Regions from separate parts of the Sus scrofa genome. Here regions 1, 2, 3, 4, 5 and 7 are each linked to region 6. Evidence: chromatin contacts called from public HiChIP or PLAC-seq data. All regions are on one chromosome and are shown on one strand. The core of a region is the stretch at or near the end of the contact, and the rest is flanking DNA. Distances in the headings are between cores, read along the strand shown. Region 1 overlaps ARID1B (AT-rich interactive domain-containing protein 1B). Region 2 holds the start of ARID1B (AT-rich interactive domain-containing protein 1B). Region 3 overlaps ARID1B (AT-rich interactive domain-containing protein 1B). Region 4 overlaps ARID1B (AT-rich interactive domain-containing protein 1B). Region 5 overlaps ARID1B (AT-rich interactive domain-containing protein 1B). Region 6 overlaps ARID1B (AT-rich interactive domain-containing protein 1B). Region 7 overlaps ARID1B (AT-rich interactive domain-containing protein 1B).

Region 1 (4,254 bases), core at 466-2,965, 220 kb after region 6:
GCATCAGGCACTGGGGACACAAGGAAAAGAACAGTCCCTTCTATGCCCGCCACAGCAGTGTCTGTCCACTGGGAGAGGAGAAAGGACAACTGACACTTAGGGGGCACCCGGCACAGTGCCTGACACAAGGAAGACAGCACAGCAAAGGCGAGTTCTCTACCCCTCTTCCAGGTCTTTTTTTTTTTTTTTTTTTTTTTTTTTTTAATTTTGAAACCAAGCCAATAACCCCACCCCTCTTTCAACCATCTCGAAGCCTCTTTCTCATTTCCTAGTCACTGCTGCTCCTACTGCTTGTCTCCTTCCCGAGTGCTCTCCCAAAGGTCACCAATGACCAAACGACCCGGACATCCGCTCCCACTCTTACCTGACCACTCCTCGGCGCTTACCACAGCTATGCACACCTTTCTTCCAGAAACCTCTGCCCTCCATGGCTTCTGTGGAGCACGCCCTACATTCTCCATCTCCTTCTACAGCTCTTTGGCTGGCTCCTTTTTCACACTTTAAACGTCAGTGCTCCCTGAATTCCTCAGCACCCCTCTCTTCACACACATGGCAAGGGCAAGCTCATGGACCCACGCTCCACCGACACCCCCTGCTGAGCACCCACGTTTATATTCTGGGCCGAGATCTCCCTCCTCTACTCCAGATCCCTATTTTCTATCTGCCTACGAGCATCTCCATTTAGCTGTTTGGAACACATCTCAAACCCAACATGTCCAAAACCACAGCCTGTTACTAAATATACAGGATGATTCAAAAGCAACTGAACACCTTCAAAAGTTACGGTACCATGTGATGTCTCCCTGCGGAGTCCGAGCCAGAACTCTGGGTCTGCACCACCCCTTCTTCTCAGCGAGGAGGACATGCAGGCAGCATTGGGGCTGCCATGTGCCATTTCAACCAGTGACAGTGAAAATGTCACCATCCTGTGACACAAGAGGTGCATTTCTAAGAGACTACAGAAAGAACCGGTAGCTCCTTTACAAATTTTTAGTATATATATTTTGTTGTTGTTGTTGTTGTTGTTGTTCTCATGACCACACCGCAGCATGTGAAAGTTCTGGGGCCGGGGGCTGAATCTGAGCCGCAGCTGCTGCAATGTCAGATCCTTTAACCCACTGGGCTGGGCCAGGGATCAAACCCATGCCTCCACAGCCACCCAAGTCACTTAAGTCAGATTCTTTTCTTTTTCTTTCCATTTTTTTTTTTTGCTTTTTAGGGCCACACCCACGGCATATGGAAGTTCCCAGGCTAGGGGTCAAATCAGAGCTGCAGCTGCCAGCCTACACCACAGCCACAGCAATGCAGGATCTGAGCTGTGTCTGTGGCCTACACCACAGCTTACGGCAATGCTGGTTCCTTGACCCACTGAGCGAGGCCAGGGTTCCAACCAGAGTCTTCATGGACACTAGTCAGATTCACTACCTCGGAGCCACGACGGGAACTCCTGCAGTCAGAGCCTTAACCCACTGCACCACAGCATGAATTCCCGCAGTACATATTCTTATACAGCCTCATTATTATGAAATCTTCGATTCTTTCAAGTTCCCCCGTGCTGCTGTTCCTCCCTGGTAGATGCAGGGATCTGCCATCTCTGGGGACTCAAGTTGTACTGGAAGATAAACCCAGAAGCAGGGTCTGGGTCTCATTCACTGCTGTAAGCCTAGTTCCAACACTCTGTCACACAACAGGTGCTAAACAGATATCAGTGTCTCGATAGGCATGGAGAGCTGTTTGTTGAATGAGTCAAGTACACATAAAGTGGTGCAGTAGCTGGCAATCAACTCAGGTCCAAGCCTGGCTCCCCACTCTTCCTCCGCAGGATCTCTTGGGGCGTGGAGGGTGTCCCCAGAGCTCTACAACCCTGTTTCTCCTGCAGACGGGGCCCAAGGTGCTCCAAGACACCAAGGCATGTCCGCCTGGCCGGCTTCTCCCCGATGCCCTTAGAAGGTCACAAGGGACCAGCCAGTGCAGCCTGCCTCCTCCCTGAGGCCTGGCAGAACTTGCTGCATCTCACCTGCCTGCTTCTACAGGTGCCTCGCTTCTAACCTGCCGCCCACAGCTGCTCGACTAACCTCTCCACTCTGTACTCTTCATACAGCCAAGGGGAAGGTTACCACGGCGAACCAAATTACTATCATCTGTGCCTGGAAAAGGAGGCGATGGCTTTATTCTTCTTTGACAGAGTTAAGTTCATGAGCATTTTGACAGTGATTTTCTTAGGGCTTTCTCAGCTATTTCGGAATGTTAAGATTATACTGTCGAAAATCATAGCACTAGATGAATGATACATTCCTACAGAAATTCTCTGAAAGCACTGACACGGGTAGACAGCTGTTAGCTTTCCAGGCAAAAGATACCTCATATCACAACGAACAAGATTAACACGTGGCTGCAAAGACAATGAAGATGCCCAGCCCTTCAGAAGCCTGAAGGCCGAACAAAACCAAAGGTCCGATCTTAGAGAAAAGGATGTGCCTGTGACACTCAGCAACAAACCTAAAAAACAGGTTTCCAGTTTTGTTCTGTTTTTTTCTCTCTGTGGTTCCTACAGGATGTTAATTCATTTGCTTGAGATGGGTTAGGTACAGTCAGCATTAACTACAAAAACTATAAACCCATGGGCACTCCAGTAGTGATACATTATTATAAATAAAACAAAATCAAAAGAGGAAACAGAGACAGGAAAGCCTTCATTTAATCCCAAGCTAAAAACAGCACTATGGCAATACCTCGTCTGGAAATTCTTGCAGCCTCAAATTTAGGAGCAAGCAGGAGGTGAGGGAAATGCAAGCGGAAAACCCAGGAAATAGACATGAACAGAGCCAGTGCTGCCATCCTGCCTACTGCTCAAAAACCTCTGCAGCAGTGGTTAAGTGGGATTTAACTTCACATCACTTGCTTCAAACAAGGTTATGAGCCAAATTGATTTTTTTTTTTTCAAAGCTATGAGATTTGGTTTTATTTTAAAAGACAGAATCAGTTGGGGACGTAAAAGAGAAATTCCCCAGTACTGAATGGTAAGGATCATCAGACACAATGAGGAAGACAAGGACCAAGAGGGTCTCCGGACCCATCCAGCATCCTGTGGCCTGGCCAGCCTAGACGCTGTTCCTCGGCTAAGTAGGTACAAATCAAAATGAGATACACGCCTAGGTCTAGTGACGGGGTGCTTTTAACACCTTCCCAAACCACGGCCTCCAGAACAGCCATGAGGCAAGAGCAAAGGCAGACATAATCATGACTATGTGTCATGAAATGACCTCACCAAAGAGAGGATTTTTCTGCTTACATTTGTTCTTTTAGCTGTATTATTAACACCCTGATGGACTTAAGATATGCCAATTTGGGGGTTTGTCTTACAACTTTCACCACCATAGGAGTTCACTCTGGGCACATAACGACATTCGGTTCCATTTTATTGATTTTTCACTCTAAAATTTTCTCCTCCAGCTGCCTGTGTTCCCCCTACTCTCCAATCTTCTGCTCCCTGATGGTCACTTGTCCTCTTTCCTTCATTCTTAAACTTACCAATTTCTGGACCCCTAACACCAAGTGATCTGAGACGTAGGCCCGTCCATTCAACCCTTCTCTCGTCCAAAAATATTTATTAGGCATGTATTAGTAGACACTGTTCTCCATGCCGGTCCATCACCTGCCCATCCCAGAAACTTCGGTCACAGCCACGTACAAATAACTGCAGACGGAAGAGAACCTGGGTTCCTCTGCAAACATCACAGCCTCCCTTGACAACGCAGCTTAAAGCAACGACCCAGATCATGGAGCAGAGCTTCCCTCGACGGCCAGACGTAGATTCATGTTCAGTGACACTATCAGAAAAACCCAAGAGCCACCTGCATGGGCTGGGAGCACATGCTCTCTCCCCTCCTCTGTCTGGTGTGACCAAGGGGCCAAAATACACTAAAAGCTCCTCAAGCGTAAGAATGTAATTCTGTACATCTTAGTGATGACAAAAGGTCTGTTTATCTAAACTTTACCTCTAGCTCATCAATGACCTCTGTAGGTGGCAGAGAGCTGGGTGTACAGGTCATTCCAGGTCCTGAGAGCACCTGAATCCTGGAGCAGGGTTTGGGGACCTTGTCTGGCCCCCTGGGTGAATCTGACAGGCAGCCAGATCTGGAAGCACTCCTTTAGTGGAGAGAACCGGGCTTTAGCATCAGGTAAACTGGGGGTTGAAAAGATTTCTTAATGCTCCCGGCTTACCCATCTAGGAAAGAGGGAGACTGCCTTGCA
Region 2 (3,729 bases), core at 206-2,705, 230 kb after region 6:
GACGGCGGCGGCGGCGGCGGCGGCGCGCTGGGGCTGCTGTAGTCGGGGTAGCTGCCGCCGTAGCTCCTCATCATGGGGCTGGGCGAGGTGAGCAGCTGGTTGAGGGTCGGGGTGGCCCCCGACGGGTGCTGGTTCTGCCCGGCGAAGCGCTGGAAGCCCCCCGCCGCCGCGCCGGCGGCCGCCTTGCTGAGGCTCGCGGCCCCGCCGCCCCCGGGGCCCATCATCATGCCGCCGCCCTGCTGCCGGGGGGAGCTCAGCACCCCGTACCCCGAGGACGAGCCCCCATAGCCGCCGCCGCCGCCTCCTGCTGCTGCTGCCGCCGCCGCGGCCGCCGCCGCCACAGCTCCCGCTCCTGCTCCTCCTCCTCCTCCTCCTCCTCCGCTGCCTCCTCCTCCTCCTCCTCCTCCTCCTCCTCCTCCTCCTCCGCCACCGCCGCCGCCGCCGCCGCCGCCCGCGCTGGGCCGGCTGTAGCCCGGATAATGGTTGTACTGGCTGTTGGGGTACCCTTCGTGGGAGTTCTGCAGGGGGTCCATGCTGTTGGGGGCTCCGGCGGTGGCTGAGGCGGAGTGCATCATCCCCATCCCGGGGCTTTGTTGTCCGCCATGTTGATCAAAGCAAGGCCCAGCGCGGCCGCCGGGGCCGCCGCTAGCAGGGGCAGCGCTGCCATAGTAATTATTAAACTCCGAGACGGCCGCCGGGCCGCCGCCACTGCTGCCGCCCCCGGGCACAGCGACCGGCGGCGGCTGCGCGCCCAGGGCGCCCAGGCCCGGCTGCTCGTAGCGGCCGCCTGCCGGCTCCCCCATCTTGGGCGGCGCGTCGTCCTCGTCGCCCGGCTTGCTCAGCAGAGGCTGGCCCGGGGGGTCGGCCTGGCTGCCCGCGGCACTGTCCTTGGCGCCTCCATGTTGCGGCTGCTCCATGTCGGGACCGGGCTGAGCCGTGCCGCCGCCCGCGCCGCTGAGGCTGTTGTTGTTGGAAATGGGATGTTGCTGCTGCTGCTGCTGTTGCTGCTGCTGCTGCTGGAACTGGTTTAGCTGCTGCTGTAGTGCGTGGTGGTGGTGGTGGAGGTGGTGGGCATGGTGGTGGTGGTGGTGGGCATGGTGGTGGTGGTGGTGCTGCTGGTGGGGCGGTGCGGCGGGGGCTTCGCCAACGGTTTTCAGTTTGTGGTTGGGGAGCAGCCCCGTCTCCATGGCCGAGCCCGGGCCCAACGAGGAGGAAGAGGAGGACGCCGCCGCGGAGGAGGAGGAGGACAGCGCGGCGGCGCTTCCACCCTCCTTCAGAGCCGCCTCGGAGCCGCCGCTCTTGGCGCTGTTAGTGCTGGCGGCGGCGGCCGCCGCGCTCGCGTTATGGGCCATGTTCAGTTCGTGACGGGGGTGCAGGGGGTGGTGGTGCACATTATTCAGGCCGCCGCCGTCGCCGCCGCCCCCCAGCATGGGTCCCGGTGCCGCCGCCGCCGCCGCCGCGCCGCGCGCCCCCGCCTCCAGGTCCCGGGCCCCGAGCGCCGGCCGCGGCCCGGGGGGCGCCCGCCGCTCGCCGCTGCCCGCCCGCGCCCGCGCCGCCGCTGCTGCCCGCGCGGCCATGATCGCCGCGGCGTGGCGAGGCCGGGCGGGGGGCGGGGGGAGACAATAAAACCCACTTTTTAGTCTGCGGCCCCTCCTGTGCGCATCCACACGCCCCGACGGGAATCGAGCGAGCCCCCTCCCCCTCCACAGGCCCCGCCGGAGCCGAACCGGGAGTCACGCCTTACGGTCTGGGCCTGTTCCCGCTGTGTGATTTCATGGTGAAAGTTTTTAGTTCAGGTTTAAATGAAACTTTTCTCTTTTCCTCTCTAACCCGGATATGGGTAAATACACGACTCACTGAGCCTATCGGGCCCAGCATGGCATGAGAGGGAGCCGAGCGAGCCCGAGCAACTATTATCCACTTCTCTCTGATTACTCGTGCGCACTCGCAAAACGCGGACTGGACTCGGCCCGGGCCGCCGCCGCCCGCGGCGCCCTCCGCCCGCCTGCCCGCCCGGGCGCAGCCTCGCGGGCACCGGCGGCCCCGGGCCGGGGGCTCGGGCCGCTCGGCCGGCGCCGGGCGCGCGGCGGCGTGGGGCGACGGGAGGCTGCACTTTCCCCTCGTGCCTCCGTCTCCTTGCCAACCGGGCGTTCGCGTGTTTGTTTTCACGTCTAAAAGGAACGATTCAAAGGTGGAAAACGAGTCTGACGAGCAGACAAAAGAGGGAGAAGGGCTGGGGAACAAAGTTGTCTGTTGGCCTCAAAGGTTACGAGGAGCCGACGGAGAAAGAAGATATTTGGGCAATCTGTGCAAAAGCACTGCCTCTCCCAAGAGTTATGTAATTTTTCAGCATGTTAGCCTCTCTGCCTTGATTTCGGGCCGTCAATGTAATTCCCACAACTTCTTTAAACTGCATAATTAGGAAAGAGTTTAAGTGAAGGTTAGCCGCATTCCAGAAGCGCTGTGCCCTGTACACAGCAGGTACTCAATAAATGCTTAGGTTGATTGCACCTGCCCCAAAAATAACGTTGATATAACTTTTTTTAAGGCATCTTATATGTGTACGTAGGCTTATCAATGAAAACATAAAGTAATCCCAAAGGAGCATTTTTCCTTCCCATGCACTTGTCTGTCCTCGCTCTGAAGAGAAAGTCTTCAAATACGTAGCGTGGTGCGTTATGCTCCCAGCAACTTGCACGTGGAAATTTAACTCCTGGTGCCATAATAGCGACTGCAAAGGTTTATCTCATGTCTTCATAAATCTGTATGACATCATACCTGCATCGTATTTCAGAGGTTATGTGCACAATTAACCCTCTTGATATGAGTTCATTTCTAAGCAATGTGAGACAAAACTAAAAAAAAGTAACATGTTATTTAATAAACATAAAATCAATGATGATATAAATCCATCAAATCTAATCCTAGAGCTAAAAGGGTTCATGCTTTGTTCTTTTAATATTAGCTATTGTTTTATCACTTTATGATGTTTTAAATTTTTTTATTGTGAATTTCTCACCTAGTAACATCCTGAATATCTTCAAAAGCAGGACTTCTTAACCTAAACAATGGCTCAGTTGTATTAGTGTGGACTCAGTTTTCATGGAGAGAAAGCATTTGAAAGCAGAGCTTTCAAGAGGTCATGCTAGCTGAAATAACATATATGATTTTGGTAGAATGTAGTTTTCCAAAATCACCTCATTCTTAAGCTTTCCATAAAGACTATTTTAGTTTATTTCAACCACAGGGGTTATTTTTGTTTGCTTGAGGAAGTATTAATATGTTACATGACTAAATAGAAAAGGATAGATGTGAAAAACTGGTGACTAATTGGGGGGAGGGGACTCAGGTGCACACCCAAGGGTCATTATAGAGTGTAAAACAACAAATTGCAATTCTCTGCAAACAACTGGAAAACAGGAGTTATAGCATCATGTATAAGAGAGAATAACAGAACTGTAAGGTGAATTCATGCCAAATAATTCATCAATTTTTGCCAAGAGAATACTACATCTTTGTTAGTGTGCCTCTTTGACATTTTCTCCCAGATTTTCTCCCTTTATATTTTCATATACATACCAATTATACAATTACACCACATAAGTTGAATTTTTAAAGTTTTCATATGCAAGTAGAAATACGTTTTGTGTATATGTGTACATACAAATATTCTAAAATCAATTACATATTTATGCTTTGTGACATTCATAGTCATGCTAAATACATACA
Region 3 (4,239 bases), core at 8-2,507, 180 kb before region 6:
ACCACAGTGACTCGGGGATGACCTGCAACACATGGAAGTTCCCAGGCCGGGGATCGAACCCGAGCCGCAGCAGCGACCCAAGCCACTGCAGTGACAACACTGGCTCCTTAACCCGCTGTGTCATCAGGGAACTCCTAGGAAGACTAGTTTCTTTTATTCTTTATAGGGCTGCACCTGCGGCATATGAAAGTTCCCAGGCTGGGGTCGAACCAGAGTTGCAGCTGCCAGCCTACACCACAGCCACAGCCACAGCCATGCCAGATTCGAGCCGCATCTGTGACCTACACCACAGCTCACAGCAACGCCGGATCCTGAACCCACTGAGTGAGGCCAGGGATCGAACCTGCATCCTCATGGATACCTGGTCTGGTCCCAACCTGCCGAGCCACAAAGGGAACTCCAAGGCTAATTTTAAATGTAGACACCTTCTTGGATGTAGATACCTTAAAACAGAAACTTACCAATTCATGCTTATAAACCAAAATTTGGTAAAACCCTGGAAATGCATCTTTAAAAAGTAAATATAATAAAAGAAAAAATAGTCATTCAAAAATACATTAAGGATGACCCTCAGACATGACCGCCCCATAAAGCTGAGAGGAGAAATAGCCGGCTTCGTGGGTCAAGAACCAGAGCGCACAGCAGCCTGTACGGTTCCCGTGGACCACGGCTCACAAGGCTATGATTTAGGAATCAGCCTTATTTATAAGTAGGCACATTCACAGCTAATAAAAAAAAAATAAAAGGAAAAATTCTCCCCTCTTGCCAGTGTGTTTTCCTTTCCTTTCAGGAAGAAAAAAAAAATGAATGCAACCTCTTGAAGCTCCATTAATAGAGGAGGCTGGCTCTCTAGGATATCCCTACTTTTTGCCAGAAGCTACAAATGTATACTGGAAAGTAAACAATGGAAAGGTTACTGAAGGTTAAGTACATTCACACACTTCAGACTGTACAGCCAGACTCCTGGCTGGGAAGATAATTTACACAGCACGAACCCGCTGCCCCAGCTCTGGCTGGGGTTGTGGGAAGCTGGGTGGGGAGAGAGGAAGAGCTGATGCGTCCTGGGTCTGCAGCTACTAGAGGTCACCCAGAGGGCACCTTTGTGTATAACCCGAGCCCCCTTCTCATCTGTCTTCCACCGAGGATTCCCTAGTTGGATCCATGACAAGTTTTGTGACATCACCTGTCAGCTAATAATAGAAATGCAGTCAGCCACCTGCCAGCAAAGATGGATGAGTTTTTGGTTACAGACTGACTAACTGAATGTGGAGCTTCCCGCCACCTCCCTCCCCTCCCCACCCCATTCCAGCTTCGGGGAGGCCCAGGCCACCTGGGGAGGCGATGCCTCTGGCTGTTCCTTAGGACTCTAGAAACTTTACAGTCTATTATAAGCAAATCCGAGGTGCAACCGTACCCCCCAGGTCTTGCTTAGGTTTCATTCCGGAGGCTTCCTCTGGCTGACTTGCTCTCAGTCCCTAGAAGACACAGCCACTCCACAGTGGAGATGGTGGTGCAGCCCCACGGCTAAGGGGCTGGACCTCTCAGGGGCTGACAGGACCGAATTTCAGATCCGTGTCAGGCACATCACATCCAAACTGGAATCTGGAGGCACGATGTAGAATGCCAAGTCATTACTGGCATTTAGGATTTAAACTGATTCAGCACGACCATTTGAAAAAACAATCTAGAATGTTTTTTAGGAATCTTTTAGTTGTTTGCCAGGATGGGCTAGTAAGGAATAAACTACAGTTACAGTCTTACGGGAAAAACTGACTTCAAAGAACACAAACTTTGGCGGAAGATTAGTGTGAAGAATTTTTGTAGCGTGTGAGACTCTGACATGGCAAATCACTGGGGATCATTTGTTTTGCTTCTCTGACAAGAAAGATGTTTCGGAGACATTTTCCTTAATGAAAGTTCTGGAGTCAAAGAGGCCACAGATGCTGGAGGAAAGGCCTGGCTTTTGGCTGAGAGGCTGATGTTATTCTCTGCCCTCCTGCCCAGTCCGTGTGTCCGTCTCTCTGCAGAGCACATAAGCCAAGCAGACCGCAGCCCGAGCGCTGGCTGAACGGCTCAGCTCAGGCACCTTCCTCCCTGCTTCCTGATTCTCGTGACTCGGGCACCTTCTGGACCACTGAGAAGAACGTATTCTCAGGAGCACATCTGCAACCCAAGCTCTTTTGTGCAGTTAAAGCGGGAATGTTGCCATAAAAACGGTAGTTTTAAAAAAAATGGGGGGCGGGGGCTGACTGTAGGAGGACAGGCCCTGTACTTGCTGAAGTGCCTACACCTCGGCGGGGTTTCTTGCACTGAGCCGATGCTCCCTGGGAGAGCTATTCTCCATACAGGAGGACAGACCGTTCAGCAACGCGAGTTCTTTCCCGGCAAATAAAATATACCTTTAGATCTTTGCAGACATTGCACTTTGGTCCCTGCACCCCACCGGGTTTTTATTTTGGAAAAATCGTTTCAGAGCTGTTCATAGGCAGCTTGTTTTACTCTGTGAACTGAATGTAATGTTGTGAGCGTTTTAAAATTAGATTTCACAGTTTTGAAAGTAAACCATAACTGGCAAAGGCTGTGAGTCTTTGGCTGGGCGTAGGGAGGAGGTCTTCTTGTGTTTAGAACCAACACATCGACGTCTAGGTACGCTCACTACATGTGCCCCTTGGGCCTAAAGAGCATTTGCGTGAGATTCCTGGACTCGCGACCTTAGACACTGGCATTGCCATCCAGCTGTCAGTTAAGGGAAATAATTAAGAGAGGAAAAACTCATGTCTTTGGCTCACAGACAACTCTTTCTATGTGTAGAGTCTACCTGTCACACTCTGACTTTAAACACAGGTGTGGGGGGCACGGGCAGAACATGAGAGCCAGGCGCCTAGGATCAGACCCAGTTCTTCCACTCGCTAGCGACAGGATCATACGCCAGTTTGCTTAGGTTTTTTGTGCCTTAGTTTTCACCGGGATTTTAGAACAATTATCTGTATTGCAGGGCTAATATGAATATTAAATGATAAAGCACTTAGAAAAGTGCCTGACATAGTGTAAGTGCACAAGAAATACTAGCAATCAGCTATCATTTGACTGTGGAACCAGCCTGCATTGGCAGAGGGGCAGGTACCATCAGCCCCATCCCACGTGTAAGACGGTCTCAGTGTGGATCGTCACAGGGCTCGAATGTGGCCAGAAACACACAGTAAAATGATCTTTTTTTTTTTTTGCTTTTTTAGGGCTGCACCTGTGACATATGGAAGTTACTAGGCTAGGGACTGAATCAGAGCTACAGCTGCCAGCCTACATCACAGCCACAGATAGCAACACGGGATCTGAGCTGCATCTGCGACCTACACCCCAGCTCATGGCAACGCCGGATCCTCGACCCACCAAGAAAGGCCAGGGATCCAACCCACATCCTCATGGCTACTAGTCGGATTCATTTCTGCTGCGCCACAGTGGGCACTCCCAGAATGATCACATTTAACTAGAGCGAGGTCACCACCCAGAACTAAGGATGATGCACGTTTCCTTCCATCTCTAAGAGTGTGTTTATCAGAATATAAAGGTTTGATAATTTCAAGTCTGAAACACTAACAGGTAGGATAAAGGCTAGCAGCAAAGCTGGAAGAACGGTAGTGTCTCTAACAGCTGAGTGAAGAGAGAAGGCAGGTACCACTCGTATGAATTTGCTTATAAGAATTTAAGTGACTTGTCATTATTCCTAAGCAGTATTTTCCTAAAATTCCTGACCTCTAGGTCAAAGCAGACTGGACGACTCTTTCTTAGAAATGGGGCTGCCCAGACCTTGACCCTGACAGTTTGCTGAATTCCCTACAAGTGAGAATTTGCTGAGCAGGGGACATGAAAAACCAAGTTCAGGTTTCCTTTTGCTGACATACAAACCCGAGTGTCTCTGACAGGCAGAGCTGGTAGAAGAGCTGTTACATCTGCAGGATGGCAGTGGGGCAAAAGGATTAGCAAAGGTTACTGGAGAACTTCTTTTGACAGAGTTAGATGGAGTATTTTAAAAGATATGCAGAAGGAATAAAGGTATACAGCTCTGAAGTCCAAAGGCAGCTTTGACCGAAAAATGTAAAGCAAAAGAAGGATGCCTTCAAAGTGCTGAGCAGAAATGGCGATATCTCACATTTTAGTCTCTCTTCCTTCAAGCACTGCCAACAGGGTCCAATTAAACAGACAAGACGAAGCAAAACACCACTCCCTCTGGAAGATCCCAGC
Region 4 (4,071 bases), core at 1,119-3,618, 170 kb after region 6:
CTGAACCGAGAGGCACCCCCGCTTTCCTCTCCCAGACCCAGCAAACTCCTACTCCAAGATCCAGGTCTAACGTCCACTGTTCCGGGAAGCTGTCTCCCCTTCCCCACGGCGGCATGTTGTCCAGATCTTGACCACAGGCACTCAGCACACCTCCTTCTGAGGACCCACAGACGTGTCTTTCCTTGAGTGTATTTTGAGTTCTCCTACAATTCTCAATAAATGTCCAACTAAGTGAACAAACCATCAAAGACCTTAATCACATTCTATTATTCAATAAACAAACAAAAAAGTGAACAGACGTGTGAGATTATGAGATCATGGTATTTATCTGAATCCAAAAGATCAATTCTAAAAATTCAGCACAGGAGCTCCCGCTATGGCACAACAGGATCAGAAGCATCTTGGGAGCACCGGGAGACAGGTTCGACCCCCAGCCTGGCACAGCAGCTTAAGGATCCAGTGTTGCTGCAGCTAAAGCTTAGGTCTGGACTGTGGCTGGGATCTGATCCTGGCCCCATATGCCACGGGATGGCCAAAAAAGGGGGGAGAAAAGTCAGTAGAGGAGTTCCTATCGTGGCTCAGCAGAAACAAATCTGACTAGTATCCATAAGGATATAGGTTCGACTCCTAGACTTGCTCAGTGGGTTGAGGATCCAGTGTTGGGGTGAGCTGTGTGAGGTGCAGGTTGCAGACGCGGCTCAGATCCCGCGTTGCTGTGGCTCTGGTGTAGGCCAGCAGCTACAGCTCTGATTCGACCCTTAGCCTGGGAACCTCCATATGCCTTAGGTGGGGCCCTAAAAAGACCAAACAAAACAAAAAAGTCAGTAGAGACCTGTTATAATGAGCATCAGTCTGTACTCACACCTAAGGTCTAACACTCTCCCCACATCCCCCTACCTGTCCCTACTCAGTGAAGTGCCCTGCACGTTGCCACAGCACCGGGGTCACCATCAATACCTGCACTCACTACATACTGCCGCTCCACTGATCTCTTTGCAGAGCAGCTCAGGAGCAAAGACGTGGTTATCGCCATCTTCATATTCCCCGGTGCCTGCTACAGTGCAGAACACAGAGTAGACATTCAAAATATATGTGCTGAGTTAAACTGCAAGTGAGTAAACTCAACAGCATTAACTAGTTTTGTTTTTTTCTTTTTTAAGAGAATTACCGTTTTTTTTTTTTTTTTTTTTTTTTTTTGGCCTTTTAGAGCTGCACTTTCCGCATGTGGAGGTTCCCAGGTTAAGGGTGGAATCAGAGCTATAGCTGCCAGCCACAGGGAACGCCAGATCCGAGTGGCGTCTGCAACCTACACCAAAGCTCAGGGCAAGGCGGGATCCTTAATCCTCTGAGCAAGACCAGGGATTGAACCCTTGGTCCTCATGGATACTAGCTGGCTGGGTTCATTAACCGCTGAGCCAGGACAGGAACTCTAAGTGAATTACTTTTTTAATTCAAAAATTTTATTTAATAATAAAACTGTATTTACTCCCATAAATGGAAAACCAGCATTACTTGCCAGAAATAGGTTATAAAAATAAATATTATAGAGACAATAAACTCTAGTTACATTCTACCTGGATATTGATGTCTGCCCAAGGCTTTCAGACTGCTCTTTTGAAAAAGAAGAAAGGACAGGAGGAGCTGTGAAATTCTGGAAAGGTGTCAGAGCACACTGCAGTTCATAAGGAAGTCAAAATGTACAAGAGAACTCTGACTGTGTAACCCAGTATTATTTAATGGTGTGTATACATGCCACCCAAAATGATCTTGCCCAACAGGAGCAGAAAGGACGGCACAGGGAGAGACCCTGGGCTGGACGGTCTTGAAGGCTACACTGTCTAAAGGAAAAACGGAATTCTCTACTAGTGCTTCTATGGCCTCAGGCAAGCTACCTAACCAATCTGTCTCCCCACTGGAAAGTATTACCCACCTCAGAGATTTGGTGAGAATCACGAGATGACACATAGAGAGGGTTTGGCAAGTTGTCCTGGCCTCGGTAAGTACCAGAGCGACGCTAAAATCCTGGGATTCTGATGTAAAATGGTACAGCTGCTGGGGAAAACAACCTGTCAGTTCCTTAAAGAGTTAAACCACAGACTTACCATATGCCGTAGCCATTCCACCTGGGAACATACCCCAAAGAACTGGAAACAGGCGTTCAAACGAACACTTGTACACACATGTTGATAAGAGTACTGTACACAAGAGCTAAACAGATGAGGGGATAAATAAAATGTGGTATTATCCACCCGAAGGAATGATGCTGAGCAAAAAAAGGAAGGAGGCAGTGACATAAGCCACCACAGGGACGCACCCTGAAAACATTACGTCAAGTGAGGGAAGCAGCCAGACGCAAAAGGTCGCATGTGACAGGATTCCATTTATACGCAACATGCAGAAGAGATGAACCCGTAGAGACAGAAAGCAGGTTAGTGGGTGTCAGGGGGAAGGGACCCAGGGGAAGAGGGACCAGGAGGTGAGTCTTAACGGGCACAAGGGTCTCATTTTTCAGTGACAAAAATGTTTTGGAACTGGACAGAGGTGATGGCTGCACCACATGGACTGCACTAAATGCCCCTGAACTGTACATTTTAAAGTGGTTAATTTTATGTTCCGTGGATTTCACCTCAAACAAAATGAAACGAAACCCTCCTCTCATTCTAAGTGTGACAGACAGGGGAGGTGACATTCAATTTTCAACTTGGTAAAAGTCACAAAGGAGCATGAAACTAACATTCAATGTCAAAATGAGGCTTCCTTAATTAAATCGGTCTTATTATTCAAAAACTCAAATGAATTCTAGTCTCAGTGATGAGAAGCATTCCAGCTGTACCAGCATCATGAAATGTAGTGCTAGCATGCGTCCAGGGTTAAAGTGCCAAGAATCTGGAGTCCTTGCTCTGCCACTCAGCTGCACGTAGATTTGAACAACCTGATGAGCATCTCTCGCCTCAGTTTCCTGATCTATACACCGAGGATCATCGCACCTGCCTCCGGGGGCTGTCCTGAGGATGCAGAGAGTTAACCCAGGTAAGGCAAGAGAAGAAGTAGCTCATAGAGAATGAGCCCTGGACAAACCTTAGCTATTATTATGATTCATAAAGTGCAGAGAAATGCAAGTGTGACAAGGATTAAATGAGTGTAACATAAAAGTACTAACTGCAATACCTGACACCAGGACTGTTATTAGTGTCATCTAGTGACTGTCTCACAATTTACCAATAAGAGAACCGGCTCGAGGAGATGATGGTGGAGTTCCCGTCGTGGCTGAGCAGTTAATGAATCTGACTAGCATCCATGAGGATGCAGGTTCGATCCCTGGCCTCACTCAGTGGGTTAAGGAGCCAGCGTTGCTGTGAGCTGTGGTGTGGGTCACAGACGTGGCTTGGATCCCGAGTTGCCTTGGCTGTGGCTGTGGTGTAGCTCGGCAGCTACAGCTCCGATTGGACCCCTAGCCTGGAACCTCCATATGCTGTGGGTGCGGCCCTAAAAAGACAAAAAAAAAAAAAAAAAGAAAATGCTGTTAATAACGAGGGGGAGCAGGAGGCCGATGAGAGGACATCTATCCTGAAGCACTACACTCCTATACTTCCTTAAAAGCGCAAAGGTAAACCACATGGCAATAATTTTTAAAAACTCAATCTAAATTATTACCTTCCTTTATTCCTAGGTGTGGCTTTCATTCTGGGTGTCACCACCACCACCGCTTTTGGAAACAAGCTACAGGGCAGAGTGGGTGGAAGCAGCTCTTCCAAACCTCCATCCACAACGCTCCCTTTCGAAAAGCCAGGTTTCACAGACGTGCTCTGGCCCCACAAGGCACGTCTACCCAGAATAGCGAGTTCCACTTATCAGTTCCACTTATGGAGAACTTAAATGTCACATTTAAGGGTTTCTTCCCATAAATAAACACTGACTTTTACATAATTCCAGGGTGAGCGTGGATGGAGAATGTTCCCCCACCACAGAGGGCTTCGGGCCCATCTCTCAGCCCCCACACTTCCACTGCGAAGGACTTCTCTTCCCTCCGGCAGTAAATCCCTACCGGAAAACGGGCTGATTTCTATAACG
Region 5 (3,894 bases), core at 1,328-3,827, 150 kb after region 6:
GCGTTGCCGTGAGCTGTGGTGTAGGTTGCAGACGCGGCTCGGATCCTGTGTTGCTGTGGCTCTGGCGTAGGCCGGCGGCTACAGCTCCGATTGGACCCCTGGCCTGGGAACCTCCATATGCCGCGGGAGCGGCCCAAAGAAAGAGCAAAAAGACCAAAAAAAAAAAAAAAAAAAAAAACATTTCCACCATCAAGAATATGAAATACACACACACACACACACTCTTCAGTTATTCTACTAAAGCCATCTCAAATGTCACCCTCCTTTCCTGCTCTTCAATTGTTCTCTAAGGGTCTAGAATGTATATCTTTTTCTAAATTAAGTTTTTCCTACATTAGAGAAATTACAAAATGTTGGTTGCACTAACAGCAAATACCTCGGCACAAAGGGAGAGCTTAAATAGACCAGAGGCTTTTTTCTTTTTTTTTTTTTTTTTTTTTTTTTTTTTTTTTTTTTTGCTATTTCTTGGGCCGCCCCTGCGGCATATGGAGGTTCCCAGGCTAGGGGTCGAATCGGAGCCGTAGCCACCGGCCTACGCCAGAGCCACAGCAACGCAGGATCCGAGCCGCGTCTGCAACCTACACCACAGCTCACGGCAACGCCGGATCGTTAACCCACTGAGCAAGGGCAGGGACCGAACCTGCAACCTCATGGTTCCTAGTCGGATTCGTTAACCACTGCGCCACGACGGGAACTCCCAGAGGCTTTTTTCTAAAGAGACTCAGGTTGTCACAGGCTAGAAACAAAATAGCAAGGAAAAAAAGAGGATTTCTGTTTTAGGTTCTCTGTTCTAATTATGAGAAGTACAGAATGCTGTCCCTCAAAAATCAATTATCGACATCTTAACTAAGTATCTTTGGTGGGAGTTACTGAAGACTCCATTAAATGGAAGTAAAACCCACCATTTTGCAACTGAAGACTGGAATTATTTTTTTCTCTCATGATAATTCCCAAGAAAATGAAAGGGTAAAACTACTGTCTTCATCTTGGTAGAGATGTTAGATAATTAACTTGCAGGAAGAGCAAAATTTACAGCTCTGGACTACAGTAATACTATCATTTTATCTTACTACCTTTTTATTGGCATAAATCCCATTTTTTTAATGGTCTTCTTGTTCCTGACTATTAGAAATTATTGGCAGTTTACACTAACAGGCTTCCGTCATGTTTCATTTCCAAATCCTACTGTTAACTGTTCATTTCAATCAAAACCAAAATAGATCAATTTTTAATATTAAAAAAGGGACAGTAAAAAAATAAATTATGCAGGTAACTGAAAGTCCTTCCAATATTATCTATAATAGATTTTGAATGTTAAATAAGATTACGAAGATTATTAAATCATTAAATCTATGCTATACCAACTTTAGAAAATGAAATTTGTGAATATAGCATTAAAAATGGGTAAGAAAGCAAATTCTGCATAAGAAAATGTATCCGAAGGTAAAAGCGTTCATCTCGCTTATGCAATGGACTTAGCCACTACCTTCTTGAGCAGTGACGTTAAATTCTAAGTCCTTTTATGGTTTATCAGATTCTCAAATTTCCACGGTATCATATTTTAAAAGTCTCTGCCTGTGCCCCCCACCCTTTAAAAATTAGGCTAAGACCAAATGGCTAAAGCAATTCCTGCTGCAATTACATAACTAGACAAGAAGGGTGCGAAAGTTTGAATGAAAATATTAGAAGTGACAGCTCTCCACCTTAGTCCTTCTGTGCCCTCTCCAAACTGCAGGGAGCAGATGGTAATTTTCAAGCACATTTAGACCAGGCTTGGAAGGACGACTCAGTGAAAAAGAAATAACTGCACATGCAAAAAACCACATGTTTTGCAACCTACAGTTTTTAATCTAGAAAAGCTTTCGTCCCAGTGACACAAATGGAAAAGCTGCCATACTCACGGCTCCATATAAAATGCTGGCGTATAAATTATAAAATAAATGTTCAACAGTTTCCTTTTCACATTTGCTCTACAACACGACAGTAAACACTGTGATGTTTAAGAAAAAAAAAATGAAAAACTAAAAATTATTTAAGTCACCAAATACTAACACTTAAAGGAAGGAGAAGGAGGGCTCTTCCCGGCTCTGAAACCCATTACGGCCCCCAAATCAGACAACGGGTGGCAGTGCCAATGGCATCAACACCGGGATTACGCTGCACGACACCATCACATTAGGTTTAAGGCCAAAAGTTTAAAGGACAACAGAGAAGGAACGAATCAGACATTCATTTGTATTTCAAATGCAAAACTGACTACTGTACTGGTTAAGGAATACAAAGCTATTTGCCTCTTTTCTCTTCAAGTCGAACTAAAAAAGAAAAATGAAAATGAAAGCATTTCCAGAACAGGTGACCGGCACCTTGGTCGTGGTTCTCTAGCCCCCCTCTCAACTCTAGCTCCACCTTCAATTTCCAGTTCAAACAGAAATTTCAGGAAAAAAGCCCTCCCTGACACTGAGCCCAGAAATGCAAACAAGGAGCAGCAAACAAGGAGCGCTTGGCGGAACCCCCACACCAGAAGTTTGGACCCAGGCCATGGCCACACCAGGGCCTCTCCTTCTATCCACTGGGCCACCTGTCCTTTAATTTCAAGTGGCTTATGCCTGGCATTTAAGCTGCAGAGGGGCTACACACTGCCTCTACATAGGGAGGAAAACTGGGTTCTGACATTCTCCTGAAATTGTGGGTAACAGAAAAAACAACATACTTTTGTCACCAGAAAACCTAGGATCACCTTTTGACACTTCAAAAGTGTATAACCCTGGGAATGTTACTTAACCTAAACCTCAATTTCCTCCTCTGGGAAATGGTAATACTCCAGGCACTATTTAACAAGCCTACTATGAAGTTCAAGTGAGATTACTGGTTTAAATCTTACTATGTTGATATTTTGGTTGTGATACTTTTCGACGGCAGAAAATACAGGTTTCCCTCAATCACAGCTGTCACCACGGGACACCCATAAATTCAACCATAGGCATTTCTGGGCCATTACAACCTCGGAATAAATTAGTCAAGTCAGAGACCCCATCTTAACCTTACATCATCAACACTTCAATCTCTCAAATGCTCATTTTAGATACTGCATCAACCGTTTTTCTAGCTTTCCCCCCCAGTACCTTCCCTTTATGCTATAGTTTCAACACAGTATGATTTACATTTAAGCAAAGTATTTTAAGCAATGGGGTTTACTAGACCTAAGCATTTTTTAAAGCTAGCATTTATTTTCATGTGTGTGTGATATTCGTGTGAGTAAGAATACACACACAAACCCCCCCACACACACATATATGGGCTATGACACACACACACACTGAACATGTATGGCTCTAAGAGAGTGAGCCAAACATGAGAATCCAATACATGAACAAGATCCAACATGTGATGCTGAGGAGGCAGCATGGCTTCGTAGTTAAGAGTACGGAGCAGCACTGACTTGGAGCTTCTCCGCTGCAAGTACGGGGGAAAGTTAGTTATTAATCTCTCCATGCCTTTGTTTCATCGTGTATAAAATGAGATAGTATATACACCATAGAATCACTCTGAAGTGGCATGAATTAAATTATGAAAAATGCTAAAAACAGCACATGCCACACACTGGGGAATTTCAAGTATTTATATTAACATCATTCAAAGTGTCCTGAATATGTAGGTTATATGATCACCATAGAAACACGCACACGTGGACATACGGTTCTACGCATTCAGATATGGGTGACCTTTGAATGATGTGGGGTTGGGGCACCAAAAATCCAAGCATAACTTTACAGTCAGCCCTCTAAATCTGCAGCTCTTCTTCCGAGGTTCAATCAACTGTGCCTCCTGTAGTCCATATTTAGGGAAAGAAACCTGCATATAAATAGACTTGGGATCTCAAATCCTCGGTGTTCA
Region 6 (4,047 bases), core at 174-2,673:
AATTTCAAAACTAAGTTGACTTGGGTGATAGAGAGAAAACATACCTTATGTAAGCTATTTACGTAAACAGTATCAACATCTGAGTAAACAAACTTTGGAAATTATGTAGTCCACAGAGGAGAATAAAAAGTTTAAAAACCACTGGCTATAGTTGATTACCACTAGTTGGATTACTTCATGTATTATTTAATCTACCATGATTTTGTGTCGTTTAGCTTACTTGCAAGTGTCAAGGATACCTAAATTGCAACATTCTATTTAAATCTCTTACAGAAGGTGACCAATTAGAACTCCCAACGATCCCTAAATTAAATCTTTACGCTGAGAAAGGCCAAACAGCAGAGAGGGAAAATTCCAAAAAGCCTCTTTAGCATTTAATTATCAGCAAGAAAAGACAGGCAGATGAAACTTTACAAGCTTAGACTTTTTCTCAGCTTTTCAAAAATGCTGTGAGTTGGTTTTCCCGCCAAGTAAGGTGGATGAGCATGTACTTTGCTCTAAGCAACAGTTACTACCCAAATGGAAACCCAGTGCTAGTCTAAGCAGCCCCAGCCAGGGTCAGCCTGACTCCTGGCAGCACCCAAGCGGCCAATGGCGGTGGCCGCCCCGCCCCTCACCCGCCCGGCCCAGCTGAGTCCTCATAGGCCTGGGCTTCAGGCCCCTCCCCGCCCCTGTCCGCAAGCATGAGCCCCGCCCAATGTTTGGCAGCCTGGGCTCTGCCCCGCCCCTCGCCTGCCGGCCCCGCCCGGTTTTTTTCAACTGGGATTTGCGCTCTGGCCCCGCCTGGTGATGTTTGGAGGCCGGGGCAGTGCTCTGACCTTCCGCCTCAGCTCCTCTTGTGCTTTTCCACCATCAGGCAATCATTTTAATCTCGCAAAACGAGTCGCAACTCATCCAGCCCAAGAAGTTGGACCCGGTGTTCCTCCGGGGGCGGGGGATAAAGGAGTGCAACGAGAGACGCCCCAAAGCAAGGAGGGAAAAAATTAACACACAGATTCTGGCAAGCCAAACTGGAGGAGGAGGAGGTTGGGGGCAAACGAAGCAATTTGGGATGAAACTGGCACAGGAAAAACACTCTCCGCCTTCGTCACTCCAGCTGGGGTGTTTCGTTCAAATGTTAGGCTGTGTCAGCAGAAACTTTACAAAACCATGTTTGACTGGGCACTCGGCACCTCCTTGCTTAGGTGCCAGTTTTCTGGCTTGGGGAAAAGCTCCACAGGAGACACCCCGGGCTCGCCCTCCCCGGGAAAGAACCCAGGGCTTGAGCGTCCCAGAAAAATGGCCACAGAAAGGCAGGCCCCGGCCAGTGAGGCTGGAAGGGCCCCCCGCCGGCTCGCGGGCTGCGCGCGGGGGAGGGGGGCGGGAGGCGGGGCGAAGGCTGCCTGCCGGGAAACCTGGGGCGGTGGGCGGGGCGCGGTGCCTGCTGGGAGCTCCCTCCCAGAGCTTTGTTGCACAACCTCGCCCCAGCCGCCCTACCAGCTCCGCAGGCTCCTGCACGCAGGCTCGCCGCTGCTCCTCCAAGGGGAGATGCCGGATTCTTGGGGCTCAGGCGTCAAGGGAATTTCTGAACGTGCTTAAATCAATCACCTCCTCCGCCCCCACCCCACCACCCACCCTTTCAGATTTCTTTTTTATACTTTCTTCCTAAATATTTGTCTGTTTTTTGCTAATTGAGTGCCACTTCAAACCACTGGATGTGTAAACTGCTCAACGTTTCTAGGTTATGAAAACGAAACAAACGTAGCTGTTTTTAATGTATGGAGAAATAAAAACAGTAATATTAGGGCTCCTGGCTAGAAAGAGGTTCTCTCTGCTTCAAGTATTTGCTACTCTCCAAAGCTAGTCTTTGGCAAAGAATAAAAATAGATAAGCTATTAGCACGATGAATGATTAACTCTGAGGCTGACAGGCAAGGAAAGAGAAGCAGAAGAAGGCAAGCTGGAGCCGGCGCCTGGGAGAGACGTGGAGAAGGACCGGGCGCAAGGACGGGCGGCGCCGGAAGGGCCGCTCGCTCAGCACTTGCCAGCAGCCCGCTGCCTCTGAAAGATCGCCCCTAACATGTCTTCCCCGGCAAATAGTTAAAGTTTTCGTTTTCCAAAATATACCTTTAATTATCATATTCTCAAATAAGCAGCATTCTGTTTTGTTACTCATTAAGATTATATACATAATTTATAGCCACAAACGCCATATTATCTCCTTTTGGAAGAAAATTAAGGAATCAAGTACGTCATTAAAAGAAAATATACAGCGTAAACTCACATACCATTAATGAAAAAAAAATAATTCTTGAGCTATAAACAAGTTATATGGAGGATAAAAGTGGCTTGAAAAAAAACTTAGAGGAACAAGATTAATCTTGAGGAAATTGTTTAAATAGTTTTAAATTACCACTGTGTAAGATTATAAATCTCAATTTGAATAAGAGAAATGGCTAGAATTAGGTTTCATTGTTGTTTATACGAAACTATTTCATATTCAACCCTACCCAGAATACAAGCTTTAAGGGAAAAACAACACAAACAAACAAACAAAAACAACCAAAAAAACCACGCACGGTGGCATATATGCTAAGAATTCAGAAATTTACAAACCCTTACTCAGATTTTAAACTTTGGGGTAATAAAAAATGGTGCTCATTACGTTTTATTTTGGATTTCCTATCTATTTTTTTTAGGTCCCAATTTACAATTACATGGTTACTACAACATTTTACCAACAATAGGTCGGACCAATGCCTTTTTCTTTCAACTTCCAACTACATCTCTTATGAAGCACTGCACTTTTATCAGGGTGTAAAAGAGTAACATATAAGATGATGCTATCTACAAGGATTGAAAGACAAGAATACAGGGCATCAAATCTATAGGTAAATTCTTTATCAGAGAGGGAATGTTCAACAGATTTATATTCATTCCATTTGTTTTCTGAATATTACTAATCTCCTAAAATATACTTTGCTAAATGGTTTTCAACTTTATTTCAAAGTTTTTTAAAAACCGTAAGTAGCTGGCATTCCTTTAGTTACATATGCACTACTCCCTCCTTCCTGAAGTCTCTCTCTCTCTCCTCCTGTCCCTCTCACAGCTAACTTTTTGGTCTTGGGCTGCTTTTTTAAAATTGTGTCAGTTGCTTGGTAGGTATGTCTGTATGTGTGTATTTCTGCATGTATGCACACGTCAGAAGAAAAAGGTAGGAAAACAAAATGCTTAAAGGGACCTAATGCGATTTTCAGAGTTATAATGGCTGTGTGTGAGAGTAGTCACCTTGGTGGGCTGAATGACAGCACAGTTCCATGATTAACCTGCAACTCAAGAGTCTGGTTTGGGGCTGTTTACTTTCACACGCTTGTGGTACCCTCAAGGAGGAGCCAGCCAGCCAGCTGGCAGCAACAAGTACAGGCCAGAGCACCTATTCTAAAGACTAAAGAACATGAAGTCACGGGCAATTAAATGATAGCTGAGTTCATGGGAGTGGATGACTGCGCTTAATATAGAAAAGCATGCAGAATGAGAAGAGAACAGAGCAGCCTGAAACAGAACCTTCGTGGGCACTGACATGTAAAGACAAGTTCCTCCCTCCTTTGATGGAAGCAACAGCCACTAGGCTTAGAAATGTTAGGACTCTGGAAATGCCTTTTCCTCCATGTTCAGAGAGAAACAGAAATTAAGAGCTTGGGCTCAGGCAAGACTCCCAAGACTGAATCTCCCAGCGCCGGCTTTGATCCTTAGGCACATTTCTTAGGAGCTCTGTGCTCCGGCTGCCTCGTGTATTCAGTGAGTGTAGTAATGACAGTAGATGGTTGTTATGAGAATTAAATAGCACATTACTAAAAGTCATCATCCAATCACTCCCCAAATCCAGGCTTTCCCATCCATCCTAGCCTCTCTTTCTGTACCACTGCCTTAGAGTTGAGTGCCTTGTCTCTCCTTTTAAAACTCTTTCCCACCCGTCATCTTCCACAGTGCCCCAGTGGCGTCTTCAGCAAACACATATTTAAATATGTCACTCTGCTCAAAATCCTTCAGAATATCGAGAGAATTGGGT
Region 7 (4,158 bases), core at 1,372-3,871, 190 kb after region 6:
GAGGCAGCCCTATCTGCACATTCAATCTGAATTAGCCAGGGCACAGGCAAGGCCTGCTTCTTCCACTTTAAACAGTGCATGACCCAAACTGGCTTAATTAAAGCAGAAATTTAAAATGGGAAGATGATTGGAATGTCTATATTTTAATGCTATAGATAACAGTGCAGCAAATTCATCTTATCAGTGACTAAAATTGTTTTGTAATATCTTTCTCATCACTGCCATAAACTCTCACAACCCTACTTAAAATTCAGTTAATTTGCACCCATGTCAAAATGTTAGCTTAAACCTGAGATTTCTGAAAATCGAAAGCATGAAATATACAGATTATCTCTACCTCTCAAAATGCATCAAATGCCTTTTAGTGAGACTTCAGATATGAAAACAGATACTTACACAGTGCAAATTATTTAATTTTAACCTTCTCTCCTTATGGCCTATTATTAAATATTCATCCACAATCCAAATTCATCCCGCTGTGTACTCTTGCTATTTTTAACACTAAATATGCACAACTGCAGGATCTCAACCCCTGCATTTTACTACTCTCTTCTTCAAGAAACTGAAAAAAAAAAAACAAATCAAATCTAAGACTTTTCCACAAAAAACAAGTCACTTCTCATATTCACATCTAACCCAAAATGATTTTATGTTTTCATCATCCATCCTTTTGATCGATTCCAGAGTATCACCACTTTCAACCCTCACATAAAATGCACGTCATATCAGAGCCATCATCCACAGTAAGAACAGTCCTCAAATACTTCTCGAAAGCCATCCCAGGCCCTCTACCCTCTCCACGTACCATTCCGCAACTGCTGACGTTTGGACTTCAACTCCGGAAAGTAAGACGAGTGCTGTCAAAGTCACAATGTGTACAACCCATTTTCAAAGAGGTCTTAACTAGTCTCGGTTTAGTTACTGGCTTTTAATGAACTGTATTACTTGATAAGACTTTTTTATAACTCCTCCTTACTCAAGTTTTTAGATATGTATGTATTTAGATATGTACTTATATATATGCATGAGTTTCTCTCTCTCTCTCTCTCTCTCTCACACACACACACACACCTCTCTCCTGGATCTCCTTCTGGGAAGCTGCCACTGCTACCTACATCCTCCAAAGCCTCGGAAGGTTTCCCATCCCTGGAGCTACTAAACAAGAAGGAGTACAATGCATATTTTTTTAAATATCTATTTGAATATAGATTCTAAATATATTAGGTAGCACAGTTAGGCGGTATTACAGGCATTTAAATAGGTTTTCAGAGGCTCGCCTGGAAATCTAACTACGCTTTAAAGATTATCCAAGTTCAAGAAGAAGTCATTGTATTTTTAGTAAACTTCAGATATACTTGATGCTTTTTATATTTAGAGGCTCCCTCAGTATCACTCTTTCTGAGTATGCCTACACATGTATTTTATAACAAAGATATCTATGTAACTGTATTCACCTCTAAATACCAAGTTAATGAGATAGTTTATTAATGAATACAATATTTCACAATTTTTCAGCCGAATTCCTTAAACCACAAATTGAAGAAAGGAACTGAAAAACCCACAGAAAGAGGAACTACGATATCTTCATGATCCACAGTCCGTATCTATATACCTGGATTAAACAAGAGCTCAGAAAAGAAACTCTTCCCATTTTGAAGAATTATTTGGGAAGAACTCCTGTCTTACCAACAACTAGAGAAAATTTCTGAAGTAATATCCCACTACATACGAAACAACAAAAATAATAAAACCCAGAGTGTGAGTCAATGAGTATTTGAACTAGTGGGTATAAAGCAGTGGTGAACTCTTTATGGAATATGACAAAAAGCTTTAAGCAAAAGCTTTAAAAATGATGTTCCAACTACAATACTCGCTCAAATGGGGCAGGAGTGCTGTTTATCCTGACTCCTAAAACTGAAGGGAGACAGCCTGGCAGCATCGTCTGTCATGTGGGGCAAGCATGGGCTTTGGACTCAGCTGGGGTCCATGCCCTTATCCACCACTTATTACCACTGTGCGACTCCGAATACGGTGCTTATTTCTTAGTTTTCTCAGTCACTAAGTGGGAAAAAGGATACCCGGCTCATGATAATACTGAAAGTAGAATTAGTGAAAACTAAAAGGATCTCAGAGCCTCTAACTGTTCAAAGAAAACTGGAACAACACAACTAATAAACGATTACATAATATGAGAATGATCCACAATATACCAGCATAGTGGAACAGACAGGGACACGGAAAAAGTACTTCTAAGACAATGTCAAGTGCTTAGGAGCGATGGGCGTGAATTACAGCCACGTGAAAACCCAGCTGATGAGGATCACGGCCAGCCACAGGGACCTGTACGCAGCGGCCGTCATAGCGGGAAGCAGTCTACGCTGACTTTTCTGGGATGATGCCTCAGCAGAACTCTACAAGGCCTGTGTTTTCCCCAGGCATCCTGCAAACATGACCACAGCTTGCTGTGGAGTGGGGGTGGATGGGACACAGCTGTCCTGCATTCAGCCTCCTCCAACCCCCTAACCCACTCTCAGTTTCAGCACAAACATGTAGGAGGATCTCCTGCTCTCCTCTTGGCCTAAACCCACGCTCTCTCAAGCCCTGGTTCAAGGACCACAGAGCTTCCCCCTTCACCACACGCCCCGTAACACTATCTGAGGGACCTGCTGCAATCTGTCCCATGCAGCTTGTAACTGACTTCTGAGTTGCCCCATATTGATATTTAACTCATGAACATTTTTTTTTATTTGTCATGCGCTATTTCTTAACTCCCAAGCAGACTAAGATGGCAACATCCACATTTTGACCTTTTATGTCACTTAGCACATAGCACAAATGACTTAGAATAAACATGGCAACTCCGTAACTGCCTGGGAATAAGGACTGATCACATGAAATACAATGTTCTCAAAAATGAAAAGTAAAACTCACTAATTTCTACACTGATTCTGTACACACATGCAGAAGATGCATGGAACGTCAAGTGCAATAGTGAAGTTCTCCTCCTAATGGCATTAAAATCAATTTAAGTCAAAAACAGGAGCCGGGCACCAAAGTTTCTTCCCTCACTTCATTCACATTCCTCTCCAAGCCAGAAAGTACCAAGATGCTCAGTTACTGCCGTCACCACCACCACAGAATCCAATTACCGAAGGTGGCGTCATGGAGGCTTGGAGCTGCGGGGACTCACCCCAAGGCTGCAGAACTAGCAGAGCTGAGGCGGGGACACACGTTTCCTGACTCAGGCCCACAGTTCCTTCTACTGTATCATGCTCTGTGTGCCTTCATGAGACTGAGGTAGGGGAAAAACGCAACCAAGTTTTCTTACTTCTATTAATGACGAAACAGTACCTGTTTATTAAGACCTGAACACTGAAACTTCAAATCCGGTTATAAATACAGTGTAAGTTCTTCTTGTGTCAATCAGGAATATTTGCCACATTTTAAAATGGTACAGGAAGGGAGTTCCCGTTGTAGCTCAGTGGAAACGAACCTGACTTAGTATCCATGAGAATATGGGTTCGATCCTTGGCCTTGCTTAGTGAGTTAAGGACCTAGACTTGCAGTGAGCTGTGGTGTGGGTCACAGTGGCACCTCAGATCCCACATTGCCAGCAGCTACAGCTCTCTGATTGGACCCCTAGCCTGGGAACTTCCATACACCACAGGTGTGGCTCTTAAAAAAAAAAAAAAAAAAAAAAAAAAGTATAGGAAGGATCAAGAAATAGACTCCTGGGAGTTCCTGCTGTGACTCAGCAGAAACAAAACCCGACTCGTATCCATGAGGTTGCAGGTTTGATCCCTGGCCTTGCTCGGTAAGTTAAGGATCTGGCATTGCTGTGAGCTACAGTGTGGGTAGACAGTTGCAGCTCGGATTTGACCCCTGGCCCAGGAACTTCCATATGCTGCGAGTGTGGCCCTAAGAAGCAAAAAAGAAGAAAAAGAAATACACTCCTAAGACATCAGACAAGGCAGAAAAGGCTGTTTTGTTGTTGGCTCTAAGAAGCATCAAATTACTGCTGTGCTTTAAGCTTGATGCCATTCACAGCGTGCGAGGAGGGGCAGGCAGGAACCAAAATCCTCAGACGCTGACTTGGAAAGGTGACCTCTGTCAATATTTTTGCTTTTGGTTTCCTTAAGGCGAATGAATGAAATGAAT

Evidence for each region. HiChIP or PLAC-seq counts read pairs in DNA pulled down with a chosen protein or histone mark.
Region 1: a contact with region 6 is called in an H3K27ac HiChIP or PLAC-seq map of alveolar macrophages. The contact joins two enhancer-like sites. A contact is called at or near these places in 3 of 47 Hi-C or Micro-C datasets (embryonic fibroblasts and skeletal muscle) and 2 of 2 datasets of contacts at active chromatin or transcription factors (alveolar macrophages and skeletal muscle).
Region 2: a contact with region 6 is called in an H3K27ac HiChIP or PLAC-seq map of skeletal muscle. The contact joins the promoter of ARID1B here to the enhancer-like site in region 6. A contact is called at or near these places in 2 of 5 promoter capture datasets (fetal skeletal muscle and liver), 12 of 47 Hi-C or Micro-C datasets (brain, embryonic fibroblasts, fibroblasts and 5 more) and 2 of 2 datasets of contacts at active chromatin or transcription factors (alveolar macrophages and skeletal muscle).
Region 3: a contact with region 6 is called in an H3K27ac HiChIP or PLAC-seq map of skeletal muscle. The contact joins two enhancer-like sites. A contact is called at or near these places in 1 of 47 Hi-C or Micro-C datasets (heart right ventricle) and 2 of 2 datasets of contacts at active chromatin or transcription factors (alveolar macrophages and skeletal muscle).
Region 4: an H3K27ac HiChIP or PLAC-seq map of alveolar macrophages shows a contact between it and region 6. The contact joins two enhancer-like sites. A contact is called at or near these places in 2 of 2 datasets of contacts at active chromatin or transcription factors (alveolar macrophages and skeletal muscle).
Region 5: an H3K27ac HiChIP or PLAC-seq map of skeletal muscle shows a contact between it and region 6. The contact joins two enhancer-like sites. A contact is called at or near these places in 2 of 2 datasets of contacts at active chromatin or transcription factors (alveolar macrophages and skeletal muscle).
Region 7: an H3K27ac HiChIP or PLAC-seq map of alveolar macrophages shows a contact between it and region 6. The contact joins two enhancer-like sites. A contact is called at or near these places in 2 of 2 datasets of contacts at active chromatin or transcription factors (alveolar macrophages and skeletal muscle).

What each region holds. Positions count from the first base shown.
Region 1 is chr1:10,207,471-10,211,724 of Sscrofa11.1, forward strand. All of the region lies in intron 1 of ARID1B (AT-rich interactive domain-containing protein 1B), which reads right to left. Among named protein-coding and RNA genes, the nearest start is that of ARID1B, 18 kb to the right of the region's middle. Within about 2 kb of position 1,716, at least 5 of the 83 cell types and tissues checked have an H3K27ac peak or open chromatin away from gene starts, as enhancers often do. A contact at or near this core is called in alveolar macrophages, embryonic fibroblasts and skeletal muscle, where this site is marked.
Region 2 is chr1:10,225,926-10,229,654 of Sscrofa11.1, forward strand. ARID1B (AT-rich interactive domain-containing protein 1B) reads right to left here and starts at 1,456. Exons shown (of 21, transcript XM_021071898.1): 1 at 1-1,456. The coding sequence starts at 1,430.
Region 3 is chr1:9,812,979-9,817,217 of Sscrofa11.1, forward strand. The region is part of intron 14 of ARID1B (AT-rich interactive domain-containing protein 1B); the gene reads right to left. Among named protein-coding and RNA genes, the nearest start is that of TMEM242, 150 kb to the left of the region's middle. Within about 2 kb of position 1,258, at least 15 of the 83 cell types and tissues checked have an H3K27ac peak or open chromatin away from gene starts, as enhancers often do. A contact at or near this core is called in skeletal muscle, where this site is marked.
Region 4 is chr1:10,159,768-10,163,838 of Sscrofa11.1, forward strand. All of the region lies in intron 2 of ARID1B (AT-rich interactive domain-containing protein 1B), which reads right to left. Among named protein-coding and RNA genes, the nearest start is that of ARID1B, 66 kb to the right of the region's middle. Within about 2 kb of position 2,369, at least 2 of the 83 cell types and tissues checked have an H3K27ac peak or open chromatin away from gene starts, as enhancers often do. A contact at or near this core is called in alveolar macrophages, where this site is marked.
Region 5 is chr1:10,140,099-10,143,992 of Sscrofa11.1, forward strand. All of the region lies in intron 2 of ARID1B (AT-rich interactive domain-containing protein 1B), which reads right to left. Among named protein-coding and RNA genes, the nearest start is that of ARID1B, 85 kb to the right of the region's middle. Within about 2 kb of position 2,578, at least 13 of the 83 cell types and tissues checked have an H3K27ac peak or open chromatin away from gene starts, as enhancers often do. A contact at or near this core is called in skeletal muscle, where this site is marked.
Region 6 is chr1:9,992,253-9,996,299 of Sscrofa11.1, forward strand. The region is part of intron 3 of ARID1B (AT-rich interactive domain-containing protein 1B); the gene reads right to left. Among named protein-coding and RNA genes, the nearest start is that of ARID1B, 230 kb to the right of the region's middle. Within about 2 kb of position 1,424, at least 83 of the 83 cell types and tissues checked have an H3K27ac peak or open chromatin away from gene starts, as enhancers often do. A contact at or near this core is called in alveolar macrophages, brain, embryonic fibroblasts and 4 more, where this site is marked.
Region 7 is chr1:10,178,875-10,183,032 of Sscrofa11.1, forward strand. The region is part of intron 1 of ARID1B (AT-rich interactive domain-containing protein 1B); the gene reads right to left. Among named protein-coding and RNA genes, the nearest start is that of ARID1B, 46 kb to the right of the region's middle. Within about 2 kb of position 2,622, at least 7 of the 83 cell types and tissues checked have an H3K27ac peak or open chromatin away from gene starts, as enhancers often do. A contact at or near this core is called in alveolar macrophages, where this site is marked.